2 separate regions of the Zea mays genome follow, and region 1 is linked to region 2. The links are chromatin contacts, called in public Hi-C maps. All regions are on one chromosome and are shown on one strand. Each heading gives the region's core, a stretch centred on a gene start, on an enhancer-like site or on the middle of the called end of the contact. The rest is flanking DNA. Distances are from core to core; before and after follow the strand shown. Region 1 holds the start of LOC103640805 (calcineurin B-like protein 6). Region 2 holds the start of LOC100273787 (putative ACT-domain containing protein kinase family protein).

Region 1 (5,915 bases), core at 1,230-3,729, 210 kb after region 2:
AGCATTACGCGAGGCATTAAGACCTCGGAGGAGTCAAACCACTCCTCCGAGCCCTCGGGGGCTACACCCGGCGGGTGCGCTCGCGCGCACCCACCGAAACAAAACGCAACCGAGCAAGGCTGGTCCCCTTGCAAAAAAGTGCGACGAAAGCCTCCAAGCGAGTGCTAACACTCCCTTCGAGGCTCGGGGGCTACTGTCGGGGACCATAATTAGGGATACCCTCAAGTCTCCTAATTCTCAGCTGGTAACCCCCATCAGCATAAAGCTGCAAAGGCCTGATGGGTGCGATTAAGTCAGGGATCGGTCCATTCGAGGGACTCGATCACGCCTCGCCCGAGCCTAGCCTCGGACAAGGGCAGCCGACCCCGGGAGATTTACGTCTCGCCCGAGGTCCCCCTCCAGCGAGGAGCATACTTCCGGCTCGCCCGAGGCCCTGTCTTTGCCAAGAAGCAACCCTGACCAAATCGCCGCGCCAACCGACCAGATCGCAGGAGCATTTAATGCAAAGGTGGCCTGACACCTTTATCCTGACACGCGTCCTCCAGTCGACAGAGCCGAAGTGACCGCAGTCACTTCGCCGCTCCGCTGACCGACCTGACAAAAGGACAGCGCCGCCTGCGCCGCCCCGACTGCTGTGCCGCTCGACAGAGTGAGGCTGACAGGCAGTCAGGCCCGACCTCAGGCACCATAGGAAGCTCCGCTCCGCCTGACCAGGGGCTCGGACTCGGGCTCAGCCCCGGAAGACGGCGAACTCCGCTCCGCCCGACCCAGGGCTCGGACTCGGGCTCAGCCCCGGAAGACGGCGAACTCCGCTCCGCCCGACCCAGGGCTCGGACTCGGGCTCAGCCCCGGAAGACGGCGAACTCCGCTCCGCCCGACCCAGGGCTCGGACTCAGGCTCAGCCCCAGAAGACGACGAACTCCGCTTCTCCCGACCCCAGGGCTCGGACTCAGCCCTGGCCTCAGCCGACGGTCTCCGCCTCGCCCGACCCAAGGGCTCGGACTCGACCACGACCACGGAAGACAGACTCGACCTCGACCTCGGAGGAGCCTCCACATCGCCCAACCTAGGGCGCGGACCGACCACGTCGACAGAAGGCGCAATCATTACCCTACCCCAAGCTGACTCAGGCTACGGGGAACAAGACCGGCGTCCCATCTGGCTCGCTCCGCCAGATAGGCAATGATGGCGCCCCGCACGCTCTATGACGACGGCGGCTCTCAGCCCCCTTACGGAAGCAAGAGGACGTCAGCAAGGACTCGACAGCCCCGACAGCTGTCCTTCCGCCGGGCTCCAGCGCTCCTCCGACGGCCACGACACCACACGAACCGGGTGCCAAAACCTCTCCGACTGCCACGACGGCATGTACTTAGGGCGCTAGCTCTCCTCCGCTAGACACGTAGCACTCTGCTACACCCCCCATTAGGGCTGGACAAAATGCTCGCGGCTCGTCGGCTCGCTCGGCTCGTGGCTAGCTCGGCTCGGCTCGGATCGGCTCGTTTGAATTTTTACACGAGCTGAGCTAGCATCCTAGCTCGGTTTCTTAACGAGCCAGCTCGGTTTGTTAACGAGCCAGCTCGTGAGCTAAACGAGCTATCACATTTCAGCAAAACAAAACTATATACATATCATGTATGTAACAATTGATGAATATGTTATATGTACCTATAAGTTAAACTAATGATTGATGAATTATGTCTATGTATGAAATTGGTTTATGCGAATATAAGTGTGGGTTAAACTGCTGAACATGTGTGTGAATAGTGAATTGATGAGTGATAAGTGGTGTTAATTTGGTGTTATATTGATACGGTCTGTGAAACTATGAGTATAATTACTATTTTATGTTGTTAAATTAGCTTAAAATTAACTAGAAATTCATTGTTATACATATATTATTTTTTTCTGCTCTGGCTCACGAGCTAAACGAGCCAGCTCGAGCTCGTAAACGAGCCGAGCCGAGCTGACTCTGTGGCTCGCTATCTTAACGAGCCGAGCCGAGCCAGCTCGTTAGCTTAACGAGCCAGCTCGAGCTCGAACGAGCCGAGCCGAGCTGGCTCGATATCCAGCCCTACCCCCCATTGTACACCTGGATCCACTCCTTACGCCTATAAAAGAAAGGACTAGGGCCCTCTTATAGAGGGTTGGCCGCGCGGGGACGAGGACGGGACAGGCGCTCGCGCGAGGCCGCTCGCTACCTCTCCCGCGTGGACGCTTGTAACCCCCTACTGCAAGCGCACCCGACCTGGGCGCGGGACGAACACGAAGGCCGCGGGATTTCCACCTCTCTCACGCCCGTCTCCGGCCGCCTCACCTCCCCCCTTCGCGCTCGGCCTCACGCTGACCCATCTGGGCTAGGGCACGCGGTGACATCTCACTCATCGGTTCAGGGACCCCCGGTCTCGAAACACCGACACAAATAGATTATAAAATATTTTTTCAGTAACAGTATAACAAATATTTTATATATAATTTATCGTGGTATTATATCTTCTGTCACACGGACACTCACTCACCTAGTAGCTAAACAAGGCTGACGTGCTCCTCCTCCGGCGATTCGCTCCCTTCCTCTTCCCCCGGCCACGCACTTCCCCGCCCCCCGACCCCGCAACCTCTCACCGCCGGTCCCCGCCCTCCGACCCTCCACGCGCAAATAGCCCGCCTCCATCCACTAGGAGGATCCCCGATGAGGTGAGGCCTGCTACCGATCTCTTCTCGTGCACGAATCCCCTCTCGCCCCCCTCCTCAGGCCGGGGACTCCGATGCGGCGGGATCCCGTGGCCGTGCCTCTCGCGCGTAGAAGCCGGGAGCCGCGGAGAGAATGCGGACCAGCGGTGGCGCGTGCTTGCGACGGCGTTTTGGCGGCTGCGGGATCCGTTTCTAGCTTGGTTTCGTGTCCGTGTCCGAGGTATCGGGGCGTCGGTCGGGATTACGATTTGCGTGCCTCCAGCTGTGCTGTGATCTGGTGATCCTGAGCGGGGAAGTGATTGGTTCCCTGTTTTTATGGGATTTTGCTCCAATCGGAAGGGGGAACTGGGTGGGTGTTGTGGTGTCATCCGGTCGTGGAAATTGCTCGTGCGCTACGGTGGTAGGCCCTGAGGCCTGACCCACTTCTTGGTCATTTGCAGCTAGGAGAAGTGTTGATTTGGATATTCGTGGAGTGTGCAATGGTGGACTTTGTTCGACGGCTCGCCTCTGCCCTGCTCAAGTGCTGCGACCTTGACATACCCAATCGGCCAAAGGGCCTCGAGGACCCCGAACGCCTGGCTAGAGAAACTGTTTGTATGCTCTTTTTACTCTCTCTATGCTTGTTTTCATATCTGTTGCCGTTTATTCAGCAGTGGATTTTCTGTATTCTGCAGTTAATGTGAATGAAATTGAGGCTCTGTATGAGCTGTTCAAGAAGATTAGCAGTGCTGTGGTTGATGATGGCTTGATTAACAAGGTTTGTATGTTCTAAGCTCTTGGTGTGAAGTGGCAGTGAATGACAACTTTGTTTCCATGAAGTCATTATCTCTGATCTCTTCTTGGAGCTTTGATGTATTATCTGCAGGAAGAATTCCAATTAGCCTTGTTTAAGACCAACAGAAAGGATAGCATGTTTGCTGACCGGGTATGCCCACTGGATCCTTATATATATTGTCAGTGAAAATTTTGTTGTCATGAAACCAAAGCTCACTGCTGAAAACTTCATGGAATTCAGTCTGTTCTTGCCAAATATATTGTGTTTTTTTGCTATTTGGGTCACATTATTTTTCTAGTTGTGTTTTATGAAAGGATCAACAGTACAATATTTGTTTTATGAACATTCACATTAATCACATTATGCCAAGCTGTCTAGAACAGTGATAGGACATCATAGACCCTGAGCCTTTTAAGCTTCAATCATATGCTTACACATATGTCTCTGTGGGCATGAGTTAAGCTGTTAACACATTTCAATGTTTCTGCATGTGCGATTAGTAGTTACCCACCTGCAATCATTGGAAGGGGGATGCTCAATGTGAACTGTCTTTTTGTTACAAATTCACTATTTCTTTTGGAGTGACCTCAAATAAACACTAAGGTATCTTGTTTTCATTTCATTGACTTAGGTATTTGACTTGTTTGACACGAAACACAATGGAATTCTCGAGTTTGAGGAATTTGCTCGAGCCCTTTCTGTGTTCCATCCGAGTGCACCAATCGATTTCAAAATTGATTGTAAGCCTTCTTCCTTAACTTTATTCATTCATTCATTTATTCTTGATTACGCTACATAAGTGACCGATTATCGAGTTATGGGTTTAATATGTGATAATACTAATTCAAGATAAGACAATGAGTCAGTGCTTAATACATATCATGAAAACACTTCTGTTCATGATAGGCAGCTGGGGCTGCAATGCATGTTATGGCCTTTCGAAGACAAAATAATGAACATTGTAAAAATTGAAATATACATTTCCTGCTGTGGTACATGGGTTAAATGGACTGCCACTTCATTTTGTTGTGACTAGAAATAGTTTCTTTTGATTTTGTTACTTTCTAAGGCTCTGTAGGGAGGGATAAGCTTTGTAGAGAGTATATTAGTGCGAGGCCTGCAACCTGCATCTTTACCATGCACATACAAAATCTTTAGGTTGGGAAGTTTTCTATGATGAACTATTTAGAACGAGTATGTAGTTAACCAATTCAGTTTATCCTATTTTGGGAAATTATGCTCGTGTCGTACTAATCATTCGCTTCCATGATCTTGTTTCCTATTAACTTGCAGTTGCTTTCAAATTGTATGATCTCAAGCAACAAGGTTTCATTGAAAAGCAGGAGGTACCTTGCACTTGCTTATATTCTTAAGTAAATCACTTCTTCCGTTTCATTATTTGTTATTGCATTTGATTCGTTTGCATGATCCATGTTGCTTCAATTTTTTCTACATGTGTTACACTAGCTTGTACGTGAGTGCAATTATTCACCTTCTCAAGTCATGTTCTAATTTAGCATAAGTTTTTATTCAGTGGAAATTTATTTCTCTAGTTAAATTGAACTAAGCTGATGATGTTGAACATCTATGAATCTAAACTGAGGCCCTCATACACAACCCTTTTTGTGGAATGTTCTTATACTTTCTTGGACAAAGTATATCCCATTTGATAGTAAATGCAGCCATCAGCAATGAAAATGTTATTTTGTTCCTTCTTGATTGTCAGGTCAAGCAAATGGTGGTCGCAACACTTGCTGAATCAGGAATGAATCTTTCAGATGATATTATTGAAGGCATTATTGATAAGGTATATCTGAATACTTGTAGTTCTGCAGGGTAATATACTAATATATATTTAAACGTATGCTTAGTTGCTCATATTTTTTTTGGATCTTACTAGACATTTGAGGAAGCAGATACAAAGCACGATGGCAAAATTGATAAGGAGGAATGGCGCAGCCTTGTCTTGAGGCATCCATCTCTGTTAAAAAATATGACCCTCCCATATCTCCGGTCAGTACTCTTTGATGAGTTTGCCTTTTTCTTAACAATTTGAGTTTTCTTCCTGAATACTTGGGTTCCTATAATCCTATGTAAAGCTCACTAGCTCAGTATTGTGGACTCTATATTTGTTAAACACACAAAACGTCTGCCATCTGCGAGCCATTGGCAATTTTGCCATTATCATTTGTGGGCTTCGCCAGTATGCCATCGGACCCACAAATCATAGACACAGACGGTCCCACCAGTCATAGACACGGGATGGCATAATAACAGGCAGCCAAATTTGAGAGTGGCAAAACAGCAAATTTCTCGCCATCTGCTCCCTGTATTTCTCTATATTTGTCCATGGTCTCGGGAATATGCTGTCATTGATCCTCAATGGGTGAAAACTATGGTGCTTAAGTTTCATATTATGAATCTGTGTAGGTTTGATGGAGTAACATCTTTT
Region 2 (5,127 bases), core at 1,584-4,083:
GAAAGAAAAGATAAAATCAGAATCTAATAGACCTCTCTTCCTAATCCCTAAAATACTAGACCAATCAAACATTAAAACATTATATGAATTGCCTGTAAAGAATAAAAATCGTGTAATACCTAATCGAAAAATATAAATCACATAAACAGAAAAGTTAGTGGTGAGCTGTTGGGCTCAGCTCAGGGTAGGTTTCAGACCCTGTATTTAGGAATGATTTATCAGTCAAAGCCAGTCACTCTCTCCCTTGTTCACATTTTGCAAGAAGTTGTTAAGTACTTAAGAGTACTGTACATACATCTTAGCAGTTTAGCACCCACAAAACAAGAGAACAAACTCAATTCCTCTTAAAATACAGTATCTTTTAGATGAATTCCCACATAATCACCCAAAAAAGATACCCTAACATAAACTTGGGAATTGAAATTCTTTCTACCTCTTATGGTAACTAATAATGTTTCTCAATCTAACTTATCCTTCATACTTAAAAAATATACAACAAACTATCAAAAATCGCTTGTGGCACACAAGCTGAGTTATAGTTACAACCATGTATGTATTCATTTGGCAATAAACGGCTGCTGCAGATGGCACTTTGTTTGTTCACAGCGAGGAATATGGCATCTGATAACTGGCAGTAGCACTAGCATTTTTTTTCAGATCCATCTATACAGCAATCAGGTGACTTGAAGCCTACCATCACTTTATTCCTTTTTACTATTGGACTAAAATGGGTGGCTAAGATCAAACCTCTCTGGCTCTCTCTCCCTTATCCACTTCCTATCCCAGCTCGCCACCTATCCACACGCACTGCCACAAGCCAGATGCATGCATGGCTGCATACTAAGTCCCCTTCCACCACAGCCCGGCAGTAAACTCCCTGTGTCCCTCCCTCCACCGTCAGCACCTTCTTCATCAAATCCAGTCAACTTCGTCCTCGTCCACCAAACAGGCTTCCCACCCAGCTCTCCACTGACACCGCCCCTAAACAATTGAAGCTTGATACCGCCTCCACACCAACAGTCCGCCACCATGGCAATCAACAACCCCGTGGCAGCCTTGCCATACCATCCAGCGCTGGGCTGGGAAGCTCCCCGCAATCCCTCTAAGCCCGGAGGCCACAGGTAAGGCCCAAACCCCCAACCCTGACCCTAGTTTCAAAGGGGTTGGTGAAGCCACCGTTGTGGCGTTCATTGATTGACTGAAAAAAAAATCGAGTGAGGGGAGGCTTCAAATCACTTGAGTGAGGTTTAGCTTTCCTGTTCTTTTCCGAAACTAAACTTCGGTAACAATAAAATAAATTGAAACCACTAGCCACTAAAGTAGCTACTGCTATCATATAGCAGATAGTAGTTTATTGCAGAACTTTACCCTCAAGAAACGGACATAGAATGCAGGGCGCCTATCAGGATCCTTTGCTTCCGCTAAGACGTTCTGGTGGACCAAGACATCGGATGCTTTGTCAACATTGATATCCAGCTGATAGCTACGGTATGAGAAAACAAAAGAAGAACCAATGTTATTGTTAGCTTCATGATTAATTGATTATACAAGTAAGACAACGGAAGAATTAATTAATTGTCATATAGCAATCCTAATGTGGAAACAGAGACTGCAGCTACCAGCTTCCTTTGAATATGATAAAAGTGAACTACCAGTCTACCCCACCCGGGAAGAATACAGAGGCAAGCTACAAGACTAAGGGATAAGACTGACTATGTGTTCAATACAAGGGAATAAGGGATAACTACAAGACTAAGGGCTAGTATGCAATTGTTAATCCACGCTACGATCTGGAACATATTTGTTTGTAAGCATATTTACTATCTTGAGAAATTTTGCGGCTATAGATCTAAAAGAGACGCTTTGGAATTTCACTTTTTATACAGGTAAAGACAACAGTTCAGAACGAGGATGAAAGCTTTCCTTTTTTTCCGGAAGGGTGTGAGCCAGCAGATGATTCTAAGAAACCCTGCTCACTCCATTTACTTCCAACGTTAGCTTAATCACAGAGCACACCAGATCAACATCGAGCCAGGCATGGCTGCTAGGTACCGTTCGAACACTAAAGTAGTGTAAAATTGTAAATTCATCCAGTCCTCAAGCAAACAGTACCGAGTGATGTCCGATCCAATTGCCAAGTCAAACAACAGTCTCTTAGCACATCAAACACGGAAGCAGCAGTGAGAGCACGGAAGCTAACCAAAAGGTCAACATGATACAAAAATTCACACCTAAAACGAAGCTCACCACTAAGCTTCGCCATGCCGACACCCAAAATCTGAAACCCGAAACGAGCACGCTACCCTCCTTGACCGAAACAATGAGCACAGATTTCCGCAACCAGGGCATGTAAAGCCTACACCACGGCAAGCGAAGGCCTAGGATGCGGCAGGCCGAGGTAATGGATCAGCACCTGTGCGGGAGCCGGCCGAAATGGGCGGCGAGCCTGTCGCGGAACTCGGGGTCGGACGCCTCCGCGTAGCCGTCGGCGACGAGGCGGTCGAGCACCTGGGCACAGATTTCGCGGGCGCCTCCGCTGCCCCCGCTCCCGCCGGAGCCGGCGGGCGCTGGGACGGCGTCCTCGCGCGGCGGGGACGAGCTCTCCCCGACGCCCTCCTCGACGGCCCCGCCGGGCCCACCCTCCGCCGCCACCATCCCCCACGCCGCGCCGCAGCGTCACCTGCCCCGCATCGCCGCCCCTCCCGCCTCCTTAGTTTTGCCTCGCCCACCCGCCAGCGCGCTCGCCCGCGTCGCGTGTTCTAGAAGCGTCGCGGGCGCTGGGCGCTCTGGGCAGTCGAAGGCGAGAAGGATAGGAGTGTGGGACACAGACCAGGAGACGAAGGAGGTTTTTTAACGCGCGAGGTATGAGGAAGAGAATACGAGGCTGTTCCAAGGGCAACGACGTCTTTTCAAGTCATCCCTCTGAGAGGAGAATGTGTCGAAGAAGAGGGCCCTTGGATTTCGCTATGCGCCGTAGGCCCCGGTGGCAGTGAGAGGGAAACAGTGCACGTGGTGTATGGAGGACACCGACTGCACGAACAGGGATGAAGGTTGAAGGGGCTGCTGCACAGTGCACTGCTGCTACGTGCACGCCACGAAGTTGTCTTTGCAGGTTTTCTGATGGGCCCGCGCTTCTTTAAGTAGCAATGATTCATGGCGTGAAATGGGTAAGAACAACGATCGGAAGGGATATCATTAAGTAGTGCCGGCACTCTAATGCTATTAGGGCTATATTTATTTAAGTAGTATAGCAAGTTGATCATGACGTATTTTTAGGGACTTTTATATCTGTTCAGTCTTGTCCCTCTTTAGGCCACCCTCACTCCACTTCAATACAGACATAACTGAACAAGCACTTAGTAGTAATGCCTTATGTCACCAGAATCGATCGGGAGGGCCATCATGTATCTTATGTCGGCCTAAACAACGAGGCTCTCACATTTTTATTGAAAGTCCAGGAGGGGAGAACCCCTACTGTAAATCTCTACTACACCATAAGTAGCTACCGAGGGCGTCCACCCGGCTTCACCGTGCCCCCGCCAGCCCCACGCGCCCCCGCGCCGCCGCCCGCTTGCACGCGTCCCCGCGCCCGACCTGACCCCTCCCGGTGGCCCGCACGCTCGCTCGACCCCGGACGCGCGTGCATGCGGGCACCCGATGTGGACATGGAAGGTGAGATCCACGACCATGGAAGGCGAGATCCATGGCCATGGAAGGCGCGTCCCCTTCCATACTTGGCGGCCATGGCATGCACCGTGCTCCCTTCCCCGCCTCAATCGACTACTATTTTGAGGATGGAGAGAGGCGAGGCCTCCAAACCATCCCCACTCTCCTCCCATGTGTCGCTTCGTGTTATCTCCAGCACATCTGTCCGTGGCTCTCGGTTCTAGATCTGGAGTCCTCCACCGCCACCAGCACGGCCGTAGAGGCGGAAGCAAGGGGGTTGGGCTTCTGTCGGTGCTGGACAGCGCGATGCCAAATGTGACAGCCACTCTCGCTGTCGTCCACCTCCCTCTTCCACGGTAGGTTCGTCCGCGCCGAGCCTAGATGCATAAAGCGAGCGAGTGACCGCTACAGCGCTGTCAGAGGTGAATCTTCTTCTCTTCTGCTCACAGGTTGCGAGGCTTGGGCTGAGAAGTTAATTTAGCTGCTCTTTTTGACGTGATGGTGCGGTTCAGAGACGGTAATGGAGGAGGCATCGCCCGGGACGGTGGAGGAGCCACTGCTGGTGAGCGCAATCAGAGGGAAAAAGGTCGAGAGGGCACCAATCTGGCTCCTGAGGCAAGTCGGGAGGTACATGAAGGCACGTCCACTTCCATTTTGTGACAGTCTTCTATGTTGGTCTGCTAAGCATTTCTGTATTTAACATTCTAGTGCGTATCTCAAAGGAATGATCTAAATTGGTTAGTAGTATTATATAGTAGTATTCTCCAAAACCGATTGATAAAGTATTTTAGAAATAGAGGAATTAACCAATATTCTTCATAGTAGGGAACATAAATGCTAAATGTTTGCCGAGTGTTGTGATATGTGTCACTTCATGATCTGTTATATAGTGTGCTTTTGAACTGGGCCTTATTGCTTAGGAATATCTCCCACATGGTATTCACTGCAAGTTTTAATATTAGATTACAGATATCATATTGTACCCAGAAGTTGCCTTCACATGAGATACAAAGTCTGATTTTATTTTTGACCCAAGAAAATGATGGTTTTTTATGCTGAGTCGCTTAGATAGTTCATAGTTTGGGACGCCAGAAATACTACAGGTTTTAAATTTCTTCCGTTCTGGTTTTGAACTATCATTAGTTTCACCTTGTATGTGTTCTGATGTTGTGGGAGAATGTTGTGTTAATGCGGCTGTGAAATTGGGATTGCCTTAAGAGGTTATTATTTTACTTGAGAGATGGGATGCTAACCTTGGGTTCTGTACTGTTTGTGTTTGATGGTTAAGTGTCTGGTGAGGTTTGTGTGGAAGTTTAGTCTGTATGGGGTTTTTCTGCTTTTTAAATGCTTCCATCCCTCTGAAACGATCATAGTTTATTTTGTGGGATGAGTTCATCACATCAATATGTAGTGTCGACAAATACTAGGGTCAGTGTTTGTTTGAGTCGTAGCTTTTGAAGC

What was found. Hi-C and Micro-C count contacts between places; a contact is called where the count stands out from the background.
Region 1: a Hi-C map of leaf shows a contact between it and region 2, with 7 times the contacts expected there. The contact joins the promoter of LOC103640805 here to the promoter of LOC100273787 in region 2. A contact is called at or near these places in 3 of 25 Hi-C or Micro-C datasets (all in leaf).

What each region holds. Positions count from the first base shown.
Region 1 is chr10:7,688,796-7,694,710 of Zm-B73-REFERENCE-NAM-5.0, reverse strand. LOC103640805 (calcineurin B-like protein 6) reads left to right here and starts at 2,479. Exons shown (of 9, transcript XM_008664277.4): 1 at 2,479-2,691; 2 at 3,129-3,282; 3 at 3,363-3,445; 4 at 3,554-3,613; 5 at 4,095-4,203; 6 at 4,757-4,809; 7 at 5,190-5,270; 8 at 5,364-5,476. The coding sequence starts at 3,168.
Region 2 is chr10:7,901,091-7,906,217 of Zm-B73-REFERENCE-NAM-5.0, reverse strand. It overlaps LOC100273787 (putative ACT-domain containing protein kinase family protein), which reads right to left and starts at 2,833. Exons shown (of 15, transcript NM_001148189.3): 1 at 2,414-2,833; 2 at 1,369-1,483. The coding sequence starts at 2,655.